3 separate regions of the Sus scrofa genome follow, and regions 1 and 3 are each linked to region 2. A link is a contact called in public Hi-C data. All regions are on one chromosome and are shown on one strand. The core of a region is the stretch at or near the end of the contact, and the rest is flanking DNA. Distances in the headings are between cores, read along the strand shown. Region 1 holds the start of P2RX3 (P2X purinoceptor 3). Region 2 holds the start of TIMM10 (a long non-coding RNA gene). Region 3 holds the start of MED19 (mediator of RNA polymerase II transcription subunit 19).

Region 1 (3,914 bases), core at 1,373-3,872, 230 kb after region 2:
CTCTCTCGCCTTTCTGAGACCCCCAAAGAGTTGATTGAGGGGAATGTGTGTGTGTAGGGGGGGTCTGGCTGTTCTCTGGTTGGGGGTCAGGGGGAGCTGGGAGAGGGGAAGGTTGTGGTCACTGGGACTGCTCCTGGCCGAGGGGGGTCCGCGAACAAGGACTCCTCTCCGAGGGCTGTGTGCCTACTGTCCGACTCCGGAGGATTCACTGGGAAAAGGAACTCATCTGGGGACCAGATGCCCAGTGGTGGCAGCAGAGGCCAATTCCTGGGATGTGGTCCCACAAAGTAGACTCTCCCTGCACTCCCCCCCCCCACCCCCTGCACCCAGAGGGGAGATGCTCAGGCAGCTGGCCAGCGACACTGAGGGGCCGGGGCGGGGGGGGGCAGGACCCCAGGAAGCCCTCCTTTCCTGGAACCTGAAGGTTCACAGACTCACCCCACAAAGTAGGAGATGATCAGGAGCTGAACTGCTCGGTTGATGATCCCAATGGTCCAGCTTTTCACAACCACAGACTTGGTGGTCTCGTAGGTGAAGAAATCTGAGATGCAGTTCATGCTGAGAATGACCCCTCAGAAGGGACCCAGTGGTGGCCTCAGGAGGGAGAGGTCATCAGATGGGGAGACAGAGATCAAGGTCTGGAGGGGGCAGCTTAGAGGGGCTCAAGGAAAGGGCAGGCTGTTCCTTTAAGTCAGGCACCTAAGCCCAGTGCCCAGCTCCTCTCTGCTCTTGACACTCTGAGCTGCCAAGAGTCCAAGGCCAGGGCGGGGGACCCCCTTTTTGTTCGTCTCCACCCCACTCCCCTGTGATGTCATGGTAGGGGTGGGGTCTCCAATCCCAGGCTCCTGATTGCCTGGGATGCAGCTGGCTAGGGCCCTCTAGGACTCATGTTTTATCTGCACTCTGTCTATCGTTTCGGTTCCATCCTCTTATGCTGCATCTTCATCCCGGCTCACCAGCTGCTTCATGCTCTCTTTAAAGCCCCTTGCAACACACCACTCCCCAGCCACCTAATAGCCTGCCTGAGCTGAGTATCCCCTTCAATCCAGAGTGTCTTCCTTAAAGCCGTTCAATTCTGCAGGCGTCTCCTCCCTTCCTGAGTTGCCGGCAATACATGGGTCAAGGGGAGGGGTCTCCTGAATGTTTCTCTTGGTCTCCTGGGTGAGGGTGATTGGGGTTACATAGTTCCTATTTCTTACTCATGTTGGCAGTGACTGAAGCTCTACCTGCAGAGCACTATCACATTGGGTTTTTTTCCTTTTTCTTTTCTTTTTCTTTTTTTGCTTTTTAGGGCCGTACCCATGGCATATGAGGTTACCAATGCTAGGGGGTCGAATCAGAGCTACAGCTGCCGGCCTATGCCACAGCCACAGCCACGTGGGATCCGAGCTGCTTCTGCGACCTACACCACAGCTCACGGCAACACCAGATCCTTAACCCGCTGAAGGAGGTCAGAGATCGAACCCACATCCTTGTGGAGCCTAGTTGGGTTCATTAACCATTGAGCCACGAAGGGAACTCCCACATTGGGTATTTTCTTGTTCTATTTTGTTTTACCATCAGTTTACTTATTTGAATCATTTATTAGATGTCACATGCCTGGAAAACTGGGGCTGTTTCCATCTTGTTTACTAGTTTCCACAAATCCTATCACTGTGTTAGAGTTCAACACATATCTGTTGAATCTAGTTGGCTTATGTTGCTAGATAGCGTGGGAACAGCCATTACCCAGAGGTTAAAGTCGTGAGTTCAGGGAGCAACAGTGCATTCACGTCATCTTGTGTCCCAAGCTGGGGTAACTGTAGGTCAGACTGTCAAAGAAATCTGGAGTTTAAATATTCTGTCTCAATGTTTTGTATACTTGACATCTATTATCAATCATTCCGAATGGAGAATCACTAGACGGGCTAAGTAGATTTTGGGTTTTGTTCCCCAGGCCACTCCTCTTAGGGCCTCAGTTTCCCGATCTTCAAAAGGAAGCTGGAGCAGACGAATCCAAACATCTCTTACTCGTCCAGCCTCCTCTGATTTTGCGAGGTGCACCCTAGGACTCCATAAGGGGGATCTGGCTTATGAAAGCCCAGGCTGCTGTGATTTCAAATCAGTTCTGGCTCCACGGTGAATGTGACACCAGCACTTGAACCTGATACCGCCGCCGCCGCCGCCGCTGGCCAGCCTCTTCCAGGAGACTCAAACCTTGCATTTATCGATGTCAAGTTTTGGGGTGCAGTGAACTCACTTCAAAAAGGATCCAATCCCTTGTGACAGGGGTGAGCAGTATAGTCACAGCGATACCAACACTCGCATTCTCTTCGAAGCCAGTGGGAGGGGTCATTTCTCTCCACAAGTCGTTAAATATTTTCCTTCTTGTCCTACAAACTCCTTTCTATTCCACAGAAACCACTATGGGGCGGGAGAGAGTCGCCCGTCATTGCTACGCACGCACACGCATCTTTGGCAAGTCTGATAAAATGCAACTACACAGTTTCTCTTTAAAGTCTTGTCGTTCCCGGAAGGAGTGTCTGTGATTTTTAAAGAGCCCGACACGCTCCCATTTTCTAGTCGGACGCCAAACGGGCGGGACATCAGTGTAACCCGGCTTCCCTCAGGTCCTCCAGCGCTGTGGACGCTCTATGGGACCGCCTCGAAGGCGGGCCGCGTTTCGCGCCTCTCTAGCCGGCTCCTCCTCTCTATGGTCCGTGCTGGGCTTCCGGTGGCGGGACGCGGGGCCGCGCACGCGGGAAAAGCTTCCCCAGCGTCCCCCCCGGACCCCCCGGACCCTACACCCCCGCTGCGTCCCCCAGCGAGCCCACCGCCCGCTTGCGGGCCGTCTGAGGCCGCAGCTTGAGAAAGTAGGTGGTCGCTATCGCCGCGCCCCAGGAAGGCGAGGGCCCTGCTCCCCCGCGGGACGCGTGGGATGGACTGTTCCGCGTTGGAATCCGCGGGCAGCGGGCGAATCCATTTTAGCGGGAGGGGAGAACTGTGGGCCTGGGGCCGCGGCGCGGTGGGAGCGCTGGGAGGGAACTCGTGCTTTTTGAGCGGGGTTGGGGCGCGGGCGAGGTGCGGGCTCCGGATGGCCCAGGGGTTCCGCTGCTCGTTGCCATGGCGCCCGGTGGAGCGCCCAGAGGGGGTGTCTGGTTGGGATGTAAGAGGTACTTCGGGCCGGCTTCTTAAGCCCCGGCCGGGCCTGGCCCTGGAGTTCTGCAGAACCGGCTTGCAGGGTTCCCAGGCAGGGAGATCGTGAGACATCCCAGGCACAGGAAGGGTTGCCACTAGGCTCCCTCCGTGGCCAGCATGAGGTGTTGTTTTTTCCACTTAACTTCAATCCACTTATCCCTCTTCAATTCAGATTCCCAGCCTGCGTTGTGTATCTGCACAACGTACCCAGGAGTTGGGGCCCAGCTCCCAGTTGAGGCCTACAGGGGCAGGTCAGCATGGCAGAAACACTGGAGTTCAACGACGTGTATCAGGAGGTGAAAGGCTCTATGGTAAGAAGGACTGGGGCTTTTGAAACAGATGGAGGGAGGGAGGCGGAGTAGACTTTTTATCCACTCGCAAGAGCTTGTGCTGATGATGTTGCTACTTTGGAAAAGAAGTCAGTTCGATGTGTATTTGGTAGTTCCCCAACAAGAAGCATTACTGAGTGAGGATACAAGAGTTACAGGATGTCAGAGTTTGAAGGGACTACACCTGCTGCTCAATCCTGAATCCCCAAACTGAGGACCTGCACGGGTTCTGGATGCCAGAGCGAGGATTAGAATCCAGATCTTCTGGCCTTACTCGTCTCTTCTTGCCAGCCCTCACCACTTCAGCTGTTATTGCTCCTGCCTGATACCTGACCAGCCCAGAATGGGTGTTGGGTGGGACCGTCCCTGCTCTACGCTATGGTCGTCCCTGTGCATTTGGGCCTGTTT
Region 2 (3,453 bases), core at 745-3,244:
TGGGTTAAGAATGCCGTGTTGGGAGTTCCCATCGTGGCGCAGTGGTTAACAAATCCAGCTAGGAACCATGAGGTTTTGGGTTTGATCCCTGGCCTCACTCAGTGGGTTAAGGATCTGGCGTTGCCAAGCGCTGTGGTGTAGGTTGCAAACATGGCTTGGATCTGGCATTACTGTGGCTCCAGCCTAGGCCGGCAGCTACAGCTCCGATTAGACCCCTAGCCTGGGAACCTCCATATGCCCGCGGGAAAATGCCGTGTTGTCGTTGCTGTGGCACAGGTTCAGTCCCTGGCATAGGAACTTCATTCCGCATGTCCCAGGCACAGCCAAAAAACCAACCAAACAAACGTCAAAAAAAGAAAACGAGGGAGTTCCCATCGTGGCGCAGTCGTTAACCAATCCGACTAGGAACTATGAGGTTGCGGGTTCGGTCCCTGCCCTTGCTCAGTGGGTTAACGATCCGGCGTTGCCGTGAGCTGTGGTGTAGGTTGCAGGCGCGGCTCGGATCCTGCGTTGCTGTGGCTCTGGCGTAGGCCAGTGGCTGCAGCTCCGATTCGACCCCTAGCCTGGGAACCTCCATGTGCAGCGGGAACGGCCCAAGAAATAGCAAAAAAAAAAAAAAGAAAGAAAAAGAAAAAAAGAAAAATCCAGGGAGATTAGGGTGGGTTTTTTTCATTGGTGGGGGGCGGGTTGCAGATCGAGGAATATATTAAGTTTTGAAAGAAAGAATTCACAGTACCCTCCTTTTCCCTCACCCAAAGGCTCTAGGTTAGCTCTGGCAGCAGCCACAATTGCTCCTATTCATCTCTTTATGGCCTAGGGCGTCTAGTAGAAGTTGAATAAGACACACTGTACTTTTGTGTGTGTGCGTGTGTGTCTTTTTGCCATTTCTTGGGCCGCTCCCGCGGCATATGGAGGTTCCCAGGCTAGGGGTCGAATCGGAGCCGTAGCTGCCGGCCTACGCCACAGCCACAGCGACGCAGGATCCGAGCCGCGTCTGCAACCTACACCACAGCTCACGGCAACGCCGGATCCTTAACCGCTGAGCAAGGCCAGGGATCGAACCCTCAACTTCATGGTTCCTAGTCAGATTCGTTAACCACGGAGCCACGACGGGAACTCCCCACACACTGTCCTCTCGACTCATCTTTCTGCAAGCAGGAACCATGCCTCACTTGTCTTTGCAACCCCAGAGAAAGCCTGGTGATCTGCACACAGCCGTATTCACACAAAGGCCCCAGGAGCACTTGGCTGCACATGGGAATCACCTGGGAAATTTTAAAATTTACTGATATCTGGAGTTGTCGTCGTGGTTAATTAATCGAACTAGGAACCATGAGGGTGCGGGTTCGATCCCTGGCCTCGCTCAGTGGGTTAAGGATCCAGCCTTGCCCTGAGCTGTGGTGTAGGTCGCCTGGGATCCCGTGTTGTTGTGGCTCCAGCATAGGCTGGCGGCTACAGCTCCGATTAGACCCCTAGCCTGGGAACCTCCATATGACACGGGTGCGGCCCTGAAAAGACAAAAATAAATAGATAAATAAATAAAGTTTACTGATATCTGAATCCTACCTCCAGGGATTCTGATTTAATTGGTAGAAAGTGAGGCCTGGGCATCAGGATTTTTTTAAAGCGTCCCAGGTGACCTTAAGTGCAACACAAGCTGAGAGCTGCTGTTTGCAGGGCGGGGGGGACGGACGACCCTTTTTCCTTCCCCGAGTCAGATATGCGCTCTGGACTCAGCTCTCCGGCGTTAGGGGCGAGGGTTACTGACCTCTGCGACCCTACCTCTCCTACTCAAAACACTCAAACCTCTCGGTGACACCCCCGGGGACTTGAATTCTAACAGGTTGCAGGCGCTCTGCGTTCGGCCTAAATCTCTATGGTATTTTTGAGTCCTCTCTAGCATGTGGGAGACGCCTTAGCCTTCAGACAGGGCCCTCTCTATGGTATCAGGTTTCCCGGCACCACCTAGATGGTACTTCATTCCGGAAGCGAGTACGGATCGGGAAGAGGCGGGATTTCCTCCCCGGAAGGGACCCACGTGCTTCCGCCTGACCCTACCTGGGCACCCGGTGAATTTCCAGTGTTTACCCGAAGTTGGGGATACCGGGGGCACAGTGACAGACCTCCGGCCGTGGTGAGCAACTTCTGACCTCAAAGTGACCCTGATGATGGTGCGGCCTTTTCAGTTTAGGGCCTGGTCTGGGTCCGGGCGCCGTAGTTCCGCGTATGATCCAGTTCTTAGGGCCCCCGCAGGTTCATGACAGCGGTTTAGAGTGTTCTGTTCCGGTTTCCCCATCTCCTTCTGGATAGAGGTGACCTCGAGGAGTTGGGCGTTAGGGCACCGAGGGTCGATTTACAGCCCCGCCATTAACGTGCTCTGTAACCTTGGGCAAGGCAGTGTCCCTTTTGCGGGTTCAGCCTCCACGTCTGTGAAATAGCGTATGAGGTCAGTGGCCCTTGCTGGTCTGATGGTCTGTGATTCCTCCACATTCTCCAGCCCCTGGTATGGAAAAGCGAATGGGAGGGCTGGGTGCTGACCGTGCCGTCTGTCCCCAGGTCTAGGAGGCCAGAAGGAGATCCCCTCGACCGTTCAGGGCTGAAATGGACCCACTCAGGGCCCAGCAGCTGGCAGCAGAGCTGGAGGTAGAGATGATGGCTGATATGTACAACAGGTAAGGACCGAGTCCGCACTACCTTGTCTTTAGAGAATGACCCTAGGTCACCCTTTCCAAAGCCAGAGGTGGATGACTTATGAAAAACGGTGGTCTACCCTCCCAGCACTCATCCCCCCCCACACCCCAGGCCCACATGGTTAAGGGCTAATCCAGATGTAGTGTGGGGTCACTAGAGGGAACTAGGCATTTAGATTGGGATGGAATTGACCATGAAGGAGCTGGACAGGAGGAGAGGGTCCATCTCAGGCTCTGGTTAGTTTCCAGGAATAGTTCAGCATTTGCCTTTTGACAAATAGCACATAGGCCACTAGTCACATTTCTTTTCTTTTTCTTTTTTTGATTTTTAGGGCTACATGTGTGGCATATGGAAGTTACAAGGCTAGGGGTCGAATAGGAGCTGCAGCTGCCAGCCTACATACACCACAGCTCACTGGCAATGCCAGATCCTTAACCCACCGATTGAGGCCAGGGATTGAACCCGCATCCTCATGGATACTGGTTGGGTTTGTTACTACTGAGCCATAATGGGAACTCCAAGTAGTTAACATTTTCTAAACTCTTACTCCATCTTAGACACATGTTGGAACATTTTATGTGCATTATCTCTTTTTATCTTTGCTGGATTAATTTTACTTATCTTGTTTTAAAGCGAGAACATTGAGGCTTCTGGAGATTAAGTAACTTTCTCAGGGTCCACAGCTGGTCAATAGCAATGTCAAGACCAGTACCTCAGTGTGACTTCTAACTAGTGCCTATAACCATTTGGCAAATTTGGGAA
Region 3 (3,812 bases), core at 750-3,249, 150 kb before region 2:
CCTACAACACAGCTCATGGCAATGCTGGATCCCCGACCCACTGAACAAGACCAGGGATTGAACCTGAATCTTCATGGATACTAGTTGGATTGCTTCCATTGCTCCACAACAGGAACTCCCTCTTTTTTTCTTTTTCTTCCACCCACAGCATATGGAAGTTCCTGGACCAGGGATCGAACCCGTACTTCCAAGGAACTGCAGTTGGATTCTCAACCCACCGCACCATGGTGGGAACTCCAAGCCACTGAAATTTTGAGGTTTACCTGTTATTGCTAAGATTATTTACCTTAATATTCTAACTTCCAAATCACCAAGGAAATAGTAAAAGATTTTTTCCAGGAAAACAAACACTAGCTATAAACTCTAAATAGTTAAAGGTCCCTACTTAATAGGTTCTTTTGGAGTTCCTGTCATGGCACAGTGGAAACGAATCTGACTAGTACCCATGAGGATCCGGGTTCAATCCCTGGCCTCGCTCAGTGGGTCAGGGATCTGCCATTGCCTTGAGCTGTGGTGTAGATCTGAGACAGAGCTTGGATCCCACGTTGCTATGGCTGTGGCATAGGCTGTAGCTCTGATCTGACCCTAGCCTGGGAACCTCCATACCCCGCAGGTTCGCCCCCCTGCCCCCCAAATGGATCTTTTGAAGCACCACAGCTATACATGAGCTACTTAATAACACTGGGAAAGAACGGCGGAAGTACGAAAAAGTAAACAAGGGAAGGAGAATAAAAGTAAGGAAGTAAGTTCTGTCAAAAGTCAAGACTCATTCTGGGACCTGGAAAAAAAAAAAGACAAAAACTCAGGAAGGCCCTCCTTCCTCGTAACACAGATTCAGCTATACAGAAGGGGGCACAGAACTTCATCTTATTTTTCTGAGTGGTCCTTCCACTTCTACTTAGGAAGTACTGCAAGAGAGTTCAGATTGATTTCTTTACAATGAATTTTTTTTACAATTCCATTTCAATAGGCCTAAAACTTTATTCATTTTTACATTCTCAGGATGCAGCACAGTGCCTAGCATACAGTCCTCCCTCTGCAGTTGTTAACTGAATTAAAATGACTGATGGTGCTGCTGCTTTGGCCAGAAGAGTGGTTTCAAGTCCCAGCCACTCACTAGTTGTGTGACCTTGGACAAGTCTCCTAACTACGCCGAGATCAATTTCTTCATCAGTGAAACGAGATTACTACTACTTGCCTTGTTTACCTCACTGATTCCTCAAGAGGCTTTACATAACGAGAGCAGCACTGTAAAACAGTGCAGATGCCTCGTTTGGGTAGGTACGAATTGTGAGACGGAAAGGACCTTGGACTCAGGAGTCAGAAGACCCCGGCAGGCTAACTCGCTGTATTCCCATCTTAAACGTGAAGAGGTTTACACTCGACGACCGCCCAGGCTCTAGATTCTTAATAGCTTAAGTCCGCTACAGGTTGGGAACCTCAGGTGTTCTCAAACAGGTGAACCTCGCATCTCGTAGATGCAACCTAGGACAGGGTGTCAAGGTCGCGGGGTCCTAAGGCGGGGGGTCGCTCACCCAGTCAAAGTCACACGGGTTGCCGTCTTCGCGTTGCGTGGGGAGATTGTAGCAGACAGGGGGCAGCTTCCTCACGAGTAGGAAGGCAGCAGAGAGGAGGGCTGACAGAAGGTAGTAAGGTCGGGCCAGCCATCGTGATAGTCGAGGTATCGAATAAATAAGAGCAATTAAAGGCGCGAGAACCGCCATCTTCCCGGCTCTAGCGGCGCCAGCCGCTCCACGGAGTCCGTGAGCCTGGTCCCGCCTCTCCCATCATTGTGCTTCCATTGGGCCTAGTCTCGGATGCACCGCCTCTAGATCCGGAAGCAGATCTCTGACTGGCTTCTGCGTCAGGTTAAAAATGGAGAAAGGGCTTTGATATTTTATTGGCTAATCTAGCTGTCTTTTTTTCCACCTAAATCGTTTTATTGGACATATGCGACTGCGGCAAGTAGGAGATACAGGAGAATTTAAATAAAGTTAAATAGTACTTCCGGAACGTTCTCAGAAGGCGACGGAAGTAGTTGCAGGAAGAAGGTAGGAAGGGCCCGAGGCAACCCAATGGTGAGAGGCTCCTGAAAGAGGAGGGCGGTACTCTGTGAAAAGATTGACCAATGAACGTCACCAACGCCAGACACCGAGACAGCGCCGGGGCGGAGGAGGCGATGGAGAATTTCACGGCGCTGTTCGGAGCTCAGGCTGACCCACCACCGCCCCCGACCGCACTTGGCTTCGGACCTGGAAAACCTCCACCCCCACCGCCTCCTCCTCCGGGCGGGGGGCCGGGCCCCGCCCCGCCCTCTACCGCGGCCACAGCCGCTCCCGGCTCCGACAAGTCAGCGGCCGGTTGTGGCCCCTTCTACCTAATGCGGGAACTGCCGGGTGAGTACAAGGCCTGGTCAAAGCCAGCCAATCAGATCATAGCGAGGAGAGGCGGGGCGTGGCTCTCAGCCTTCCGACTGGGGTGAGGGGTAACCTAGGCAACGCGTGGCGCGATTTCGGAACACTATACTAGAAGAGGTTCTGAGGATTCACAACCGAAAGAATGATTGGAATTGGGATGGATTAGGGGTGGGAAGAGAGTGGATCTCCCTGACCACCTTTCACGCCCGATCCTGCCCCTGACGCTGGTTTTTGACTCCCTAAAGATTATCCTAGCTTTGAGTTTGGTATTTGAGGGTCCTGATTTAACATCCCTGCGGACCCAGTTCCAGATCTGCTTCAAACTTCCTGTTGGTTTGGGACATGTTGTCTTTCTTCCTCTGGGCCTCGGGGTTTCAAAATGTGTTCGAAGAAGTGATTAGAATTAAACCAGGTTCTTTCATTCAAAAAATTATTTTGTTGCGCACCCACTCTGTGTACCAAGCACTCTTCCAATTGCTGAAGATACAGCTGTGAACAAAACTGACAAGATCCTTGCCTGTTTGGGAGTTTACCTGCCAGTGGAGGAGTCAAAGAGTGATAAACAGATATCTGCGGATAAACAGATAGTATCAGATAGTGGTTATGGCTACAAGGGGGAAATGTGATAAAGAATTGAGGGGGCAGAACTGCTTTAGCTAGAGTGATCAGGAGAGCCCTTTCTGAGTAGATAACATTAGAGCTAAAATATAAGCACAAAGGAAGAGCTAGCCATTTATGAGTGGGAGGAGAGAGAACTCTAGATACAAAAAATGAGATTAGAAGGCCCAATGTGAGAATAACCTTGAATATTTGAGGGACAGAAAACCACTTGCACTCCGGGGAAGTGAACAGGGAAAGAGCGATAGGAGATGAAGGTGGGAGAGTAGGCAGAGGCCTCTATAAGACATTTTAAGTTCAGGGGGAACCATTTTGACACAAGAGTCTGAAGTGATCTAACTTCTAACTTATTTGCTTATTTTCAATCATTCGAGCAGCTCTATTAAGGAAGCAAAGTGGGGGAGTTCCCGTCATAGCACAGCAGAAATGAATCCGACTAGGAAGCATGAGGTTGTGGGTTTGATCCCTAGCCTCACTCAGTGGGTTAAGGATCCAGTGTTGTCCTGTGCTGTGGTGTAGGTTGCAGACGCAGCACAGCTCTAGCATTGCTGTGGCTCTGGTGTAGGCCGGCACCTGTAGCTCTGATTTGACCCTTAGCCTGGGAACCTCCATATGCCTTGGGTGCTGCCCTTAAAAAAAAAGAAGAAAAGTGGGAAAATTGGTCAGAAGTTACAGCTTAGTAGTTCAGGAAAGAGATGATAGTTTGAACTAGGAAATAGCAGTAGAGGAGAGAAGTAAATGGATGCCAAATAAATGTTAGAGGTAGAACTGACAGGA

The links. Hi-C and Micro-C count contacts between places; a contact is called where the count stands out from the background.
Region 1: a Hi-C map of mesenteric adipose tissue shows a contact between it and region 2, with 3 times the contacts expected there. The contact joins the promoter of P2RX3 here to the promoter of TIMM10 in region 2. A contact is called at or near these places in 3 of 5 promoter capture datasets (fetal liver and liver), 18 of 47 Hi-C or Micro-C datasets (alveolar macrophages, blood, embryonic fibroblasts and 10 more) and 2 of 2 datasets of contacts at active chromatin or transcription factors (alveolar macrophages and skeletal muscle).
Region 3: a Hi-C map of liver shows a contact between it and region 2, with 5 times the contacts expected there. The contact joins the promoter of MED19 here to the promoter of TIMM10 in region 2. A contact is called at or near these places in 1 of 5 promoter capture datasets (liver) and 4 of 47 Hi-C or Micro-C datasets (heart right ventricle, liver, retroperitoneal adipose tissue and 1 more).

What each region holds. Positions count from the first base shown.
Region 1 is chr2:13,617,030-13,620,943 of Sscrofa11.1, forward strand. P2RX3 (P2X purinoceptor 3) reads right to left here and starts at 2,623. Exons shown (of 12, transcript XM_003353865.5): 1 at 439-2,623. The coding sequence starts at 557. It overlaps SSRP1 (FACT complex subunit SSRP1), which reads left to right and starts at 2,637. Exons shown (of 17, transcript XM_003353864.4): 1 at 2,637-2,852; 2 at 3,350-3,488. The coding sequence starts at 3,435.
Region 2 is chr2:13,391,231-13,394,683 of Sscrofa11.1, forward strand. It overlaps TIMM10 (a long non-coding RNA gene), which reads left to right and starts at 1,995. Exons shown (of 3, transcript XR_002341482.1): 1 at 1,995-2,134; 2 at 2,557-2,672.
Region 3 is chr2:13,239,312-13,243,123 of Sscrofa11.1, forward strand. It overlaps MED19 (mediator of RNA polymerase II transcription subunit 19), which reads left to right and starts at 2,000. Exons shown (of 5, transcript XM_003122715.5): 1 at 2,000-2,396. The coding sequence starts at 2,129. It overlaps TMX2 (thioredoxin-related transmembrane protein 2), which reads right to left and starts at 1,959. Exons shown (of 8, transcript XM_005660896.3): 1 at 1,536-1,959. The coding sequence starts at 1,724.